Regions from separate parts of the Gossypium arboreum genome. Here region 1 is linked to region 2. Evidence: chromatin contacts called from public Hi-C data. All regions are on one chromosome and are shown on one strand. The core of a region is the stretch at or near the end of the contact, and the rest is flanking DNA. Distances in the headings are between cores, read along the strand shown. Region 1 holds the start of LOC108466971. Region 2 holds the start of LOC108473806 (U-box domain-containing protein 4-like).

Region 1 (6,352 bases), core at 1,291-3,790, 140 kb before region 2:
AATGAAAACTAGATGGTCAAAATGGATATTTAGAAGCTAATACTAGCCATCATACACAACATCTATTACAAAAAAAGAAAAAAAAAAAACTAAAAACGGATCCTGATTAGATGTGCAAAAGAACTAGTAAGGAGGAAATAATAAGAAGAGCGAAAGAAAATTGATGAGGAGAATGTTTTTCAATTTCATATTAGACAGAGAAACAAAAAAGCTTTCTTTCCTAGTCATTAGTCACAGAGAAACAAAGCTAGCATTTTAGTAGGACCAGAATTAGCAGGAGCAAAGAATTAAACCATAAATCCAGATCCAACTAAAATCTTGTTATCTGCTACCATGGCAATAAGCAACAGCAACGAATTAAAGCGTAAAACTTAAAATAAGAGAAGAATTGTTAGCAATAGAAAACGATGGAAGAAAAAACTTCCAAAAGACCAAGACGAAGAAGAATGTGTGAAAAGAGAGCTCACATTTTCATAAGAAATCCCAGCAAGATGCTGACCGGAGCCCTCAATCATATCAGGAAAGGGTGTCACCTCTCCATGGCTTGAGACTGCACTTCCAGGCCTAAAAAGAACTCTAAAGTGACTCTTAGATCGATGCTGGGATGAAGTATGTTGAGATCTAACCAGGGCTCTATCTCCACTCCGAGTTGGAGAAGGTTGATTTCTAGAACCGGTTAATGCAGGTGAACTCAACATATTAATGGAAGAGAACTTTCGAGGACTTTCATTCACCGTCTTGTCAACTCTGGTCTTTAGTTTACGAGCTTGCGATTGAAGAAGATCAATCTTTCTAAGGATCTGTTCTGACAAAGTATCAGAATCACTGAATTCAAGATGAGACAAGTCATCAATAAATCCAAAGTCATCATTGGTGTAGTCTGTTTTGGTTCCTGCAAAAATTATGATGTAAGAAAATAGACAAAATCTCATCTAGTAGAGGGAGAAAGCCAATGTTTGCAGGCACACAATGCAAGAGTTATTAGTTGAACCTTGCCCTATTACCTACAAGCTACACAGTCACCAAATCTGAGTTAAATATAACTCCTCTTACCTAATTTACCATTATCATCATCTAGAGTGGCAGTAGCAATGACAGATTTCTTACTTTCTGGGAGCAAAGAAAATAAACTCATCAGGTTTGCACTTGGAAAATACATTCCAAAAAGAATGATTATGAAAATCATACCATAATACGAGTAGATGTTATGACATGACATGTAAGATGCTAAATCAGTCATATTTTCAATCCGTTTTCTTTTCCTCCTCTTCATTACTTTCTTCCTTTGAACTTGACATTGAAAGGGTTGTGACTTTACATTAAGCCCTTCAATTGTGAACTTTTCATATTCAAACTTCCTTTTCTGATCATATCCCACAATTTCTCTATCATATCTTGATGCTTGAGACTTAAGTTCCTTAAGTTGCAGCTCTAACCATTTAAATCGCCACATAAGGGGATGAATAAACCTCCTCCAATGATCCGTCAACTTTCTCTTCCTGGAAAATTTAGGAAAAGGAAAACAATCTAAATAGTGCACCATGTAATCTGACATAAAATCGAGAAAAGATATACACACCACAGAACAGTAAGACAGTAGCAAATAACACTTTAAACAAACATAACATAGTTCAACCTACAAAAAGTACCTCATTTGAAACAATCCATCAAGCAGAGATCCGAACGGACTGCCACCAGATAATGCTGATTCAACTTCAGCATCACTTATTGCAGAGTCGTTCTCATCCCCAGACATTGTACCACCGAAAGAACTCGAATTATCAGTGGCATCCTGAAATTCGGTGACAGGTAACCTATCAACGCCAGAATTTGTACATTCAGTTATGTTAATGTCCACATCCTGGTTTCCTTCGTGTATCTTTGGTGGTTCTACTCCACTGAAGGTTTCCTCAACAAAGCCATTGTCCTCACAATTACTCACACAATGCATAATCTTATCTTTGGAATCAAAGGGCAAGTTTCCATTTTCGTTATTATTCGAAAACACTTCCGTCATTGATTTCGACTTGTTTTTTAGCTCCAAGTCAAGGACTCCTTAAATTCATTATAAGTGAGTTAATAACTAATCCCTGAAAAATTCAAATCAATAATTTTAACCTTTGCTTCTTCCTTTTTTCCTTTTAAAAGGTAAAACATTCATCGACGTAGCAGGGAAAAGAAAAGATAATGATAAATCAAGACTCGTTTATTTCCACAATAGATGGTAAAAGTGATCAATGAAAACCATAAGGAAAAATTATTCTGATGAAATAAAAATAAAAATTACAAAAAAGAAAAACGGAAATCCACAAAATCAGAAAACCCTAAACCTCAGAACAGGGAAGAGAGAAGAGGAGGAGAAGAACCTGGCATTCGAGTCTCTTTGTTTCCGTGTTGAACTTTGATTGGTGAGCGAGAGAGCCAAGTTCACCATGCGCAGGAGAGTGTTACGCCGCAATGACGTAGGGTTCTTTTTTTATTTTTATTTTTATTTTTTGGAATTTATTGAATAGTTTACAAATTGAAATAAAAATAAATTAAATAAAAGTCAAAGGACCATATCAAATGTTGGCTTAAAAGTAAGGATTTCTAGTCAAACTCTATTAATAGTCGCTATACTATTGTATAAAATTAATTTAAGTTTTGTATTAAAAATTGCTTGATTATTTTTCTTTTTAACAATATCATTGTAGGAGTACTCAAATCGACGTTTTCTTGCATTAGTAATAATATTCATGCTAATTGAGTTAAAAATAAATCAGCTGTTCTAGATTATTTTTTATATACTAAATATTTAGGGTAAATTACACTAATATTCACTCAACTTTGATGTGGTTGACAAAACAGCCACTCTGATTTCAATTCAGTGACTTAACTTTCTAAAAATAACAAATCAACCCTTTTAATCATTTTCCATTACAAATGTAATAGAAAAATGACATGACATGTAACTGATAAAACAGTCACTTTGATTTCAATTCAGTCACTCAACTTTCGAAAAATAACAAATCAGTCATTTTAACCATTTTCCGTTACAAACGTAATGGAAAAGTGACATGACATCCTATTGTGTAAAAGGTCCCAATTTAAAACCTTAACTAGGCTGGGGAATAAAAGAAGAAGAAGAGGAAGGACGAGAAGGAGGAGGAGAATAAGAGAAAATTTTCATATCAAACAGAAAGGATCTTTTAAATCCTATTAGCGAGTTGGACTAATTGCTATTTAAATTTCATCAAACAAAGCCTAAATTGTTGTTTTTTAATACAATTTTATCTTTATTCCACAGATAATGCAAGGCAAAATAAGCTGAAAAACAAGCAATTTAATCATAGGGAAGCATATTTAACAGTTCTTCACTTTTCTGAATCTTATGTATATGGCGCCATAGCTTTGGTACAAAGCATTGTCCGAACCAATTCAACAAAAGATTTACTGCTTCTCCACGATGAACACATATCCTCTAGATCCTTAACAGGATTAAGAATTGTCGGTTGGAAAACAAGACAAATTGAATGAATTCGAAGCCCTTTTTGCAGAGAAAGGTTCATATAACGAATGGAATTACAATAAGCTCTGAATCTGGTTGTTAACATGGTATCACAAAGTCATTTTCATTGATTCAGGTTTATTGGTTTTTAAAAACATGGTTTGGGTTGTTGCTGTCGCAGTCAAGTTCAAATTTGTAGTTGTCGCATTTGGGAGGTTGGGTTGGTAATAAAAAATGGTAGCTCATTGTGACATTTTCACAAACAATTGGGTTGCAATATTTGTTTTTGGTTTTGGCGACACAAGATTGGAAACTGTAGTTTAGTGACAAAACAATGGTGGCCATGAGGGCATAGAATGGAAGTTGTGGTTTAGGTTTTGGCATGACAGAATTTGGATGGGAAGAGATTGAAAGGTAGAGAAGAAGACAAAAGAGATTGATGATAGAGTGAAACAGATCACCATCTTTGAAAATAGAGATTTTTGGGATGGAAAAGAAGAAGTATAAACATATTGGGCCATTTATGCAAAAAGTAAAAATATTGGGTCATTTATTAAAAAAGAAAAGGAAGGACTAAAAAAAGATGCCATTTGGGTGATTGTTGATTGTTTGACGAAGTCTGCATACTTTATTTCGGTACGTATGGATTTCTCCCTAGACAGATTAACAGAGTTATATGTTTCTGAAATTGTCGGAATACACAGTGTGCCAGTCTCCATTATTTCAGACAGAGATCCACGATTCACACCCCGATTCTGGAACAAGTTGCAAGATGCTCTAGGTACGCAATTACATTTCAGCACTGCATTCCACCCTCAGACTGATGGTTAATCCGAACGTGTGATACAAATTCTAGAAGATATGCTTCGGTGTTGTATTTTAGAATTCAAAGGCAATTGGGAAAAGTATCTGCCTTTAGTTGAATTCGCATATAATAACTATCAGTCAAGCATTAAAATGGCACCGTATAGAGCTATGTATGGTCGTAAATGTAGAACTCCGTTGTATTGGACTGAGTTCAGTGAGAAAAAGATACATGGAGTTGATTTGATTCGTGAAACCGAAGAAAAAGTAAAAGTGATTAGAGATAGTTTGAAAACAACTTCTGACCATCAGAAATCCTATATGGATCTTAAACGAAAAGAAATAGAATTTCAAGTTGGCGATAAAGTATTTCTGAAAGTTTCACCCTGGAAGAAAGTTCTTCGGTTTGGCCGTAAAGGAAAACTAAGTCCACAATTTATCGGGCCATATGAGATCACTGAAAGGATTAGACCTGTTGCATTCTGGTTGGCTTTACCACCAGGATTAGAAAAGATTCACAATGTTTTTCATGTGCCTATGTTACGACGGTATCGGTCAGACTCTTCACATATTATTTTCTCGACAGAAGTTGAGATTCAGCCCGCTATGACTTATAGTGAAGACCCGATCAAAATTTTGGCACGTGAGATGAAAGAGTTAAGAAATAAAAAGGTAGCTTTAGTAAAAGTCCTCTGACAATGACACGGAATAGAAGAAGCTGCCTGAGAATCGGAGGAAACTATGAGAAAGCAATAGCCAAACCTCTTTACTGGTTAGATTTTCGAGGACGAAAATTCTTTAAGGGGGAAGTTGTATCAGCTCATTTTTAGTGAAATCAAAATAGTGGTTTCGTGACCACAAATCTGAGTTTGAAAGGAAAATTATTTTAATATTATTGCATGGTCTGCATTCTGATAGAAATGTCGTATAAAAATTTCATTAAGAAAATTTTACCGATTACATGTTTAATTGATAAAAGGACCAAATTGCATAGAATGAAAAAGTTGAATTCTAGTATCTAAAAGGATCAAATAGCCATGGAATTCAAAATTGGAGGTCCTTATATAGAAAATAGACCATTAAGAGGAGTTAGTAGATAAGTATGATGATTCACCAATGGAAAATTAAATAAAGAAAATTACTAAATTGGAAATAGAAATAATTAAAGATGATAAAAATCTAATATCATCTTATTTCATCATTTTTCCCAAAATTAAAACATAGAAACCCTAGCCATGGAAAATGGGTTTTGAGCAAACTTATTTGGCTCAATTAGGTATGTTTCTTTGTCCAGTTTTTTAGTAATTTTTATATTTTCGAGATCATAATAACTTAATCTAGCTATCTCAGGGATTAATTTACAAAGTTATTAAGATATTAAAGTTTTACCATGGATGAGTATGCATGAATTATGAAGTTTATGGTAGAAAATGAAAGGTTGTTGATAGACAAACAACTTTTGTAAAGGGAATTTGATGAAATTATAATTTAAGGACTAAATTGAAAAGATGTGAAATTTATGAAAAAAATTCTAATTTTTGTGAAATACATAGACTATTATTGTAATATGTAAAAATCGGTTAGGCTTGGAATAAGGATTAAATTGCATGAATTTCATTTTCCGAGCCTAGGGACGAAATCAAAATTAATTAAAAGAATATAGGCAAAATAGTAATTTTGCCTAAGATGTGAATTGGATCGAATTGAATATGAAATGTATTAAATTGATGTTAAATTCATTCGTATAAATCCTGATAGACCAAATACAAAGTTAGAATGAGGAAAAGAGAAAGTAACGGATTAGTAACTTTTGTGTGTACGAACATTGTCAAGGTAACTTCGTGTAACTAAATTGTGTATTTAAATGTTTTAAATTGAATATTGTTGTGTGTGAAATGTATAATTACCATGTATAAGTATTGAACACATATTCAAAATGTTCGATAAATGTTAAGTCTCGTTTGAATAAATGATATTCGATGGATACAGGGTTCTCGTGTTGGTTATGATCCTGCATGTGTTGTGGACGCACCACAGCTCAAAAGAGCATCCCGTTATTAG
Region 2 (6,816 bases), core at 9-2,508:
GATATAAAGACCTTAACAAGAATTGCAAAATAAACATAAAATGATCCAACAACCACTCTCAAATTCCAGATGCTAAAAAACATATGCTGCTAGATGGAAACTAGCACGGTAATAATGAAAACAAAAGATTTACCCAAATCATTACTTCAAAAACCTATCTCCAACTGGTTCCTTACGTCATTTACATGGCTTTATATTTTAAAATAACTAGCAAGTTCAAGAGAACAGAATAGTGAAACAACAACTTAATAAAATCATTTTTACACCTTAATGATTCAGGCATACATACATACTGGCCTCCCAATCATAGAAAAAATAATATTAACCTATGGAAGTGCAAGTTTAATCTGTTTCTTTTACACTTTTACAACAGCAAAACAAATTAATAACTAAAGTTAACACAAGAACCCCCTCAGACATTAAAATTTCATTTATCCAAAGACCTACATAGCCTTTAAAAATCATACTATCAAACAATATGGTCATACAGAAAGTAAATAGATCAAATGGGTTTTCTTATGGTTTGAAAATAACGAGGCCCAAAGAAGTAATTAGTCAAAACATTCAGAAATTGCAAGGAAATAAGAGAGACCTCAATCAAGATCTTTCAACACTGTTATGGGTCTCTATGATCTTAACAAGGAACCCAAAAACGAAGCTTTGATTCTCTAACTTGTTAAGCAGGAACCCGGATTCATATATCAAAATTCAAAGATAAATAAATTCGGAAAAACATAAAGAAATTTTCAAAGCTAACACGAAAAAAAGAAAGGAAGGAAAGGAAAACAGAAAGAAAAAGAGGAACTGGTACCTAAATGCACCTTAGAGTTGTGGAATGTTGGAATTTCCTTCATTTTCTTGATTTTTGTAAGAAGCAGAATATATTTTAAAAAGAGCCCAGATTTCGCTATTATGTTGCTGTGCCTTCAGGCCCTCTTTTCTTCTTTTTTTTTTTTCTTTATTTCTAGCAGTTTTTTTTGCTCTCCTTTTCGTTTTTCAATGGATTAAATATCTGGGGTTTAGTTAAAGTTTCTTTAATTGTTTGCTGTGATTACTTAGATAGAAAGGGTGGGACATTCTCGTCATTTTCTGAATTTTCTTACGCATATTTTGACTGGATTTTGGGAACGGTACTACTGACAACCGCCAAAAGAGCCGGTTGCCGGTCGAAGTTCCTCAGTACAGAGATTTTATGGTATTCTTAGCGCCGGTTGCCATTTTTTTCCGAAGGAGAAAGTGCTTTAAACAAATATAACTTAAATTTTTAATGCTTAACATTGTTGTTTAAAATAATAAAAAATACTTTTAAAAAATAATATCTAGTTTAAATATAATATTGTAAAATCAAAATTAAAATTTATAAAAGATGAATCCAAAATTTAGATACCGTATTAAGTCAAGGTAAAATACATCCAAGATCGTTAAATTATTATTAAGTTTATGTTTTGGTCATCCAACTTAAAAAAGTTATAAAATGATCATTTAACTATTAAAAGTTTTCATTTAATTCATTGAGCTGTGATTTTTTCATTTAATTCATTCAACTATTAAAATCACTGTTGTATGGCTTTCTTTATTCGCACTGTGTGCACCAATCGAAAACTTGCATTCCCCTTCTCTTATGTAGTTTAGTTTTTTCATAAAACATCTTTGAACATCACGAATATGTGAACCAACATCCAAACAATTTTTTTCTCTGATCCCTGACACTAATCTTCAAATCAATTTGGAGATAAGATATGTTCATCTACTCATCGATGGGAACTAATACATCATACCGATTGTTGAATGGTCACTTAAAGCTCGTTAATCATATTTAAAAAAAATAAAACTTAATAGCCCAATAATTTAAATAAAAATTTTTGAATAGTTCAACTACTATTTTGTAACTTTTTAAAGTTATATAATCAAACTATAAATATAATAATAATTTAGTACCCTAACTTAAAATGTCAAACCTTTGATTATTTCTAATTTAAAAACTAATTATTTCAGACACTTATGAGTTGAAAAACTACTTTGAAACTTAATTCATTTCAAAAAATAATCTCATTAAAATGATTTAATAATAATTAATTTTATAGCACACCTAGGTAAAAAAATAATGTTAAAAAATATATTAATAAAAATTTTATATAAAAATTAAATGATGTTTAAAAGTTGCATAAATTGTGCTTTCCATTCAAATTTTATTGAATTATAAAATAAAAAACAAAAACCTCCTCATAATCATATAATTTTATTTTGTAAAATAATTATGTTTTAATAATTTCTCAATTAAATTATGTTTTGTAAAAGAAAATATTTAAATAATTAAATTAAAATCCCACAACATAATAAAAGTTTCAATAGAAAATATATATTATAAGTGGTATTAATTCCAATTTGATACATAAGAATAATAAATAAAGAGTAAATACAAAAATTGAAAGTCAATGTTTGAAAACAGGTGTGGTCCTAACTCACTCGTAAGGCAAAATTGAAATTAGCATCCGTCAGTTTTGACCCATTAAAAAGTCTTGCTTTGGATGTTGCGTTTATTTAATTTAATATCTTTTTTCTTCTAAAAAGCAAAGAAGGCGAAGGTTCCTCATCCAACAAAACTGTAGAGCAATGAATTGTATTGGGTGCAGAATCCATAACCCAAATCTGTCTGAAAAAAAATATTCTTTCTTTCTTTCAGAGTTTTTTTAAGACTGCAGGGGTTGGAGTTCATGTTCTCGAGCTGCTCCATCAACCGGTTGATATGGAATCTGCCCCTGTCGTCTGCGACTCCATAGCCATATTCCAGATGCGATTAATCCTGCAATTATAAACATCATAATACCCAAAAGAACCACCAGATACTGCCGCTGCCACCATGTTCTGTATTATTACATGAACAAATCCATTTAGACCTTATATCAGCAAAAGTAAATGGAGCAAATCAAAATGGAGTTGGAATGGGTCATTAAATATATATCCTGCATGCATATATACAAACTGTTTCTTATACAATACAACTATATGTTATGCCATTAGCACCAATGTACTAAACAGAAGATCTACACCCTATAGAACGACAGCATTCACTGATCCAGCCATTATCACCAATTAACTTTGTAAAAGATCTACACAGACACGAGAAGAGTGAGGGAATTCTAGAAATTATAATTTATAGCCAGCCTTTCTTAATTCAGATCCATGCAAGAGTACGAGGAGAAAGAGAGAGAGAGAGAGGTGGAAACATACTGTTTCGAAGGAGGCTTCACTTCCCATTGCACCAACTGATAATTTCCGAAGTCATCAGGAAGCATCACACGATGTTCAGCAAGCCGAGATATTATATTCTGGAAGCAGGAACTCATGAAACAAATAAATTGTATTCTTGTACATAAAAGGAAATGCAATGATCTAAAAAGAGAACTTACTATTGCAGTAGTATTAGAAATGTAGGTTGCTGATCCTGAGGGGACTATGGACCATTTAATAAAAGATATGTTTCCTTCAGATGTAAAATTCAATAAATGTACCTGAAATCATCCAAAAGTTTTCTTAATCCAATAAGGTGAAACCTAACCATAGACAGAAAAACCAACTGTTCAGTAAGATAGTTTGAAAATTCCTTCGGTATTTAACATGTAATTTCACATTAATAATACATAAATTACAGTCATAAAATGCTCCTGCTTTCGAAGATGGTAGTTGTTTAACCTGTGAACCATTAACGCCTAGCTCCTTAGCCATGAACTCAAGAAGCATGACAAGACGAGGCTTTAGATATGAGTGGTTGACGTTCAATGCCAAATCCAATGAAATTTCACCAATTTCAATTTCCCCTATATATCAACATGAAAATGTCACTATAGTATCACAATAGCACTTGGAAAGCATACTCTACAAAAATTTATCATTTATGCATTTCAATAAAATGAACTGCAGAGTAGAGTTCTAACTTCTAACCCTGTGATAGGTCCTGGTATAACCATGGTTTACAGTACCTATAAGAGCATATATAGGTGATTCCTCAGGAGCTGATATAGGTGGCATTTCAAAGGTTGAATTTTCCTTCCCACTTGAAGATGATGGAGATGGAGATGGAGATGGAGATGGAAATGGTGATGGTGATGGTGATGGTGCACTGGTTACATGAAGCCTTTCCCATAGTTCAGAACAATTAGTCTTCCAGAAACCGATCTTTGAGTCCTTGCGGTCATATGTAACAAGAGTATTCCGCACAATGATTCCTATTACAACACGAAAGAAAACCGATCTTTGAGTCCTTGCGGTCATATGTAACAAGAGTATTCCGCACAATGATTCCTATTACAACACGAAAGAAAACAACAAAACAGCAGTCTAACTAAAGCTTTGCCCAAGAAGATGGTCCCAGTTCCATCAAATTCCAATCCTAAGACCGAGCAACCAAAAACAGTCTCATGAAAACTTAAAATGAATAGCATCACAGAATACAAGTTATCTGAAATTAAACATACCTCCCAGAAGGGTAGTTGGGTCCATTCCATTTTGGAAGATCCCAAGGCAATATGCACCTTGTACCTTTGAATGCTTCATGAATAAGATGTAAGATAAGAGGAAAACCCCTAGTCATGTATTGAACATTAAGAACAGGGCAAAATACTGAATCAAATACAATTATTGCTAAACCAACTTCAAGTATAACCTTAAGAAGGTTTCCTTGAGAAATAAAGAAGTTCAATCAACAGGAAAGCAATTACATTGTGAGAAGCTTACTCGAAACAAGTAATTCTCAGGTGTAAGCAACAATTTTTGCTGATTTTCAAATACCAGTTCAATTGTTGGAAAAGTTTTTGAGAGTTGAGAGACATCACTGAAGCAGAAAACAATATTAACAATATTACATAACTAATCATTTTATATAATATTACATAACTAATCATTTTATATAACAAGTAGATTACAAATATTTCAAATTTTCTGTTATGGTACATAATATAAGTAATACCTGCTAATACCAGAAAAGCATGTATCATTGTAACTTGGAACAGCACCGCTGATCTGCTTTAAGCTATTAAGTTCCTTCATAATCTTCAATATAAAGATGCAAATATGAGATAGAGGGAAAAGAACAATCATAATCAAGTTTTGAAGTTTAATATGTTAATCTATAAAGCATGTAGTCATCTCATGTAAATACGTAAAATTATTGGAATAAAGCTTCAATGATCCCCATATCAATGCCATCATGGATGAAGAGTGAAAATTTTAAGTCACTTAGGCAGGAGAGAAAAACGGACTAGTGAGAATGCATTAATAGGCCTAACAAAAATTTTAACTACGATTAATTTATGGGAACAAAATCTTACAGTGTCCTTGAACGCCTCAAACACTGCTTCTGGAAAATATGCAAATGTCGTACCACTATCCAAAACAGTTCCAAACTTTCGATCAAAAACAGATGGGTCCAAATCTAGCTTCTTCCCGGCAACATGCATCTCTTTCAAGTCAATGTTGTAATATGGACTGTTTCCATCCCGAAACTAGAGTAAATGTGTGGGATGTATCGAATGTTTTTGTTAGGAAGTTGACGAGGTACTCTATCCTCTGAGATCAAAACGTTTACAAAACATACCTGCGTACAGGATCCGAATAACTGAAAATCATGTCTGATGGGGCGGATATACCACCAAGAACCATAGCGCCCCCACCAACATCCATTCCACCATAACATAATGAGAATGAATTGCTAATCACACCTTTCTCCACAAGCTGGTCAACAATGCTGAGATCACCGCGGCCCAATCCAATAATACCGTCAGCATGTTGTCTGTAAAGCTCACCAGTTTCCTCAGTTTCACAACCAAAAACAATACGCTGGGGCGAAAGTTCACTTAGATTCCCAAATGAAATAACATCCTCAGCAAGGATACCGCTAGTGACACTCATTTCAGCATACTGTCTTTCATATATACATTGATCCCTGTCTTTGTCGCAATTGCAATCCAAATTGCATTTTACAGGTTGGTAAGTACCGGACAACTCGGGTTGAAACTTTGGGTCCTGATATAAACATATCAGAAACCTATTAGCTTGACCACCTAAGAAGGTTTTGTTGAGCCAACATGATTAAAACTTTCGCTGCAAATCATTAAGGCTGCATTGCTACGTGCTTTTTCTGTCCCACAAAAATTGCTATAAACAAATAGTTCGATTTTGCATCTTAATATATGTAAAAAATTATTATATATGTAAAAGCTGTAACTTTTTACATTTAACTTCTTTTTTTCTTTTTTTAAAAAACCATCCCTTATTTTTGCTTCTAAAAGAAGATGCAATCAACGACCAAATAAGGCCTAGAATCGAATATCTCAGTAAGTAGAGTAATGGCTAAAGAAATGAGATAGGAGTTTTTCGACTCTCTAGCGCTAATATGCTCGGAATACATTAATTACCTGAGATTGGGAATATGATTTTAAAGATTTGGATTCTAATTCTTTTCAATTGAAATGCATATTTATATTAGCTGAAAGTTAAAATATGCTATTAGTCGTTGTATTCATCCAAAATTTGAGATTTAATCATGTACTTTAAAATACCTTCTATTTTTTTAATTTAAAAATTCTAGTCTAATCTTTATATACGAAATGAAATGTTAAAGGTAGTTTAATAAACATGCCAGGTTTGGCAAATTTTAACAAAAGAAAATTACTAACAGGCTAATGATTTTAAATTTTAAATTTTGAATTTTTTCTAAATATAGGACTAATAACATATTTTAACCTTAGTTGAAATTTAATATATTTTTAAAAACTATTTCAAAGGCACCAAAACCATACTTTTCTTGACACATGTTTA

The links. Hi-C and Micro-C count contacts between places; a contact is called where the count stands out from the background.
Region 1: a contact with region 2 is called in a Hi-C map of leaf, with 4 times the contacts expected there. The contact joins the promoter of LOC108466971 here to the promoter of LOC108473806 in region 2. A contact is called at or near these places in 3 of 5 Hi-C or Micro-C datasets (all in leaf).

Annotation. Positions count from the first base shown.
Region 1 is chr11:38,150,893-38,157,244 of ASM2569848v2, reverse strand. It overlaps LOC108466971, which reads right to left and starts at 2,540. Exons shown (of 6, transcript XM_053020814.1): 1 at 2,367-2,540; 2 at 1,650-1,898; 3 at 1,189-1,499; 4 at 1,054-1,110; 5 at 468-892. The coding sequence starts at 2,434.
Region 2 is chr11:38,008,396-38,015,211 of ASM2569848v2, reverse strand. LOC108473806 (U-box domain-containing protein 4-like) reads right to left here and starts at 1,258. Exons shown (of 6, transcript XM_017775572.2): 1 at 812-1,258. It also overlaps the pseudogene LOC108471447.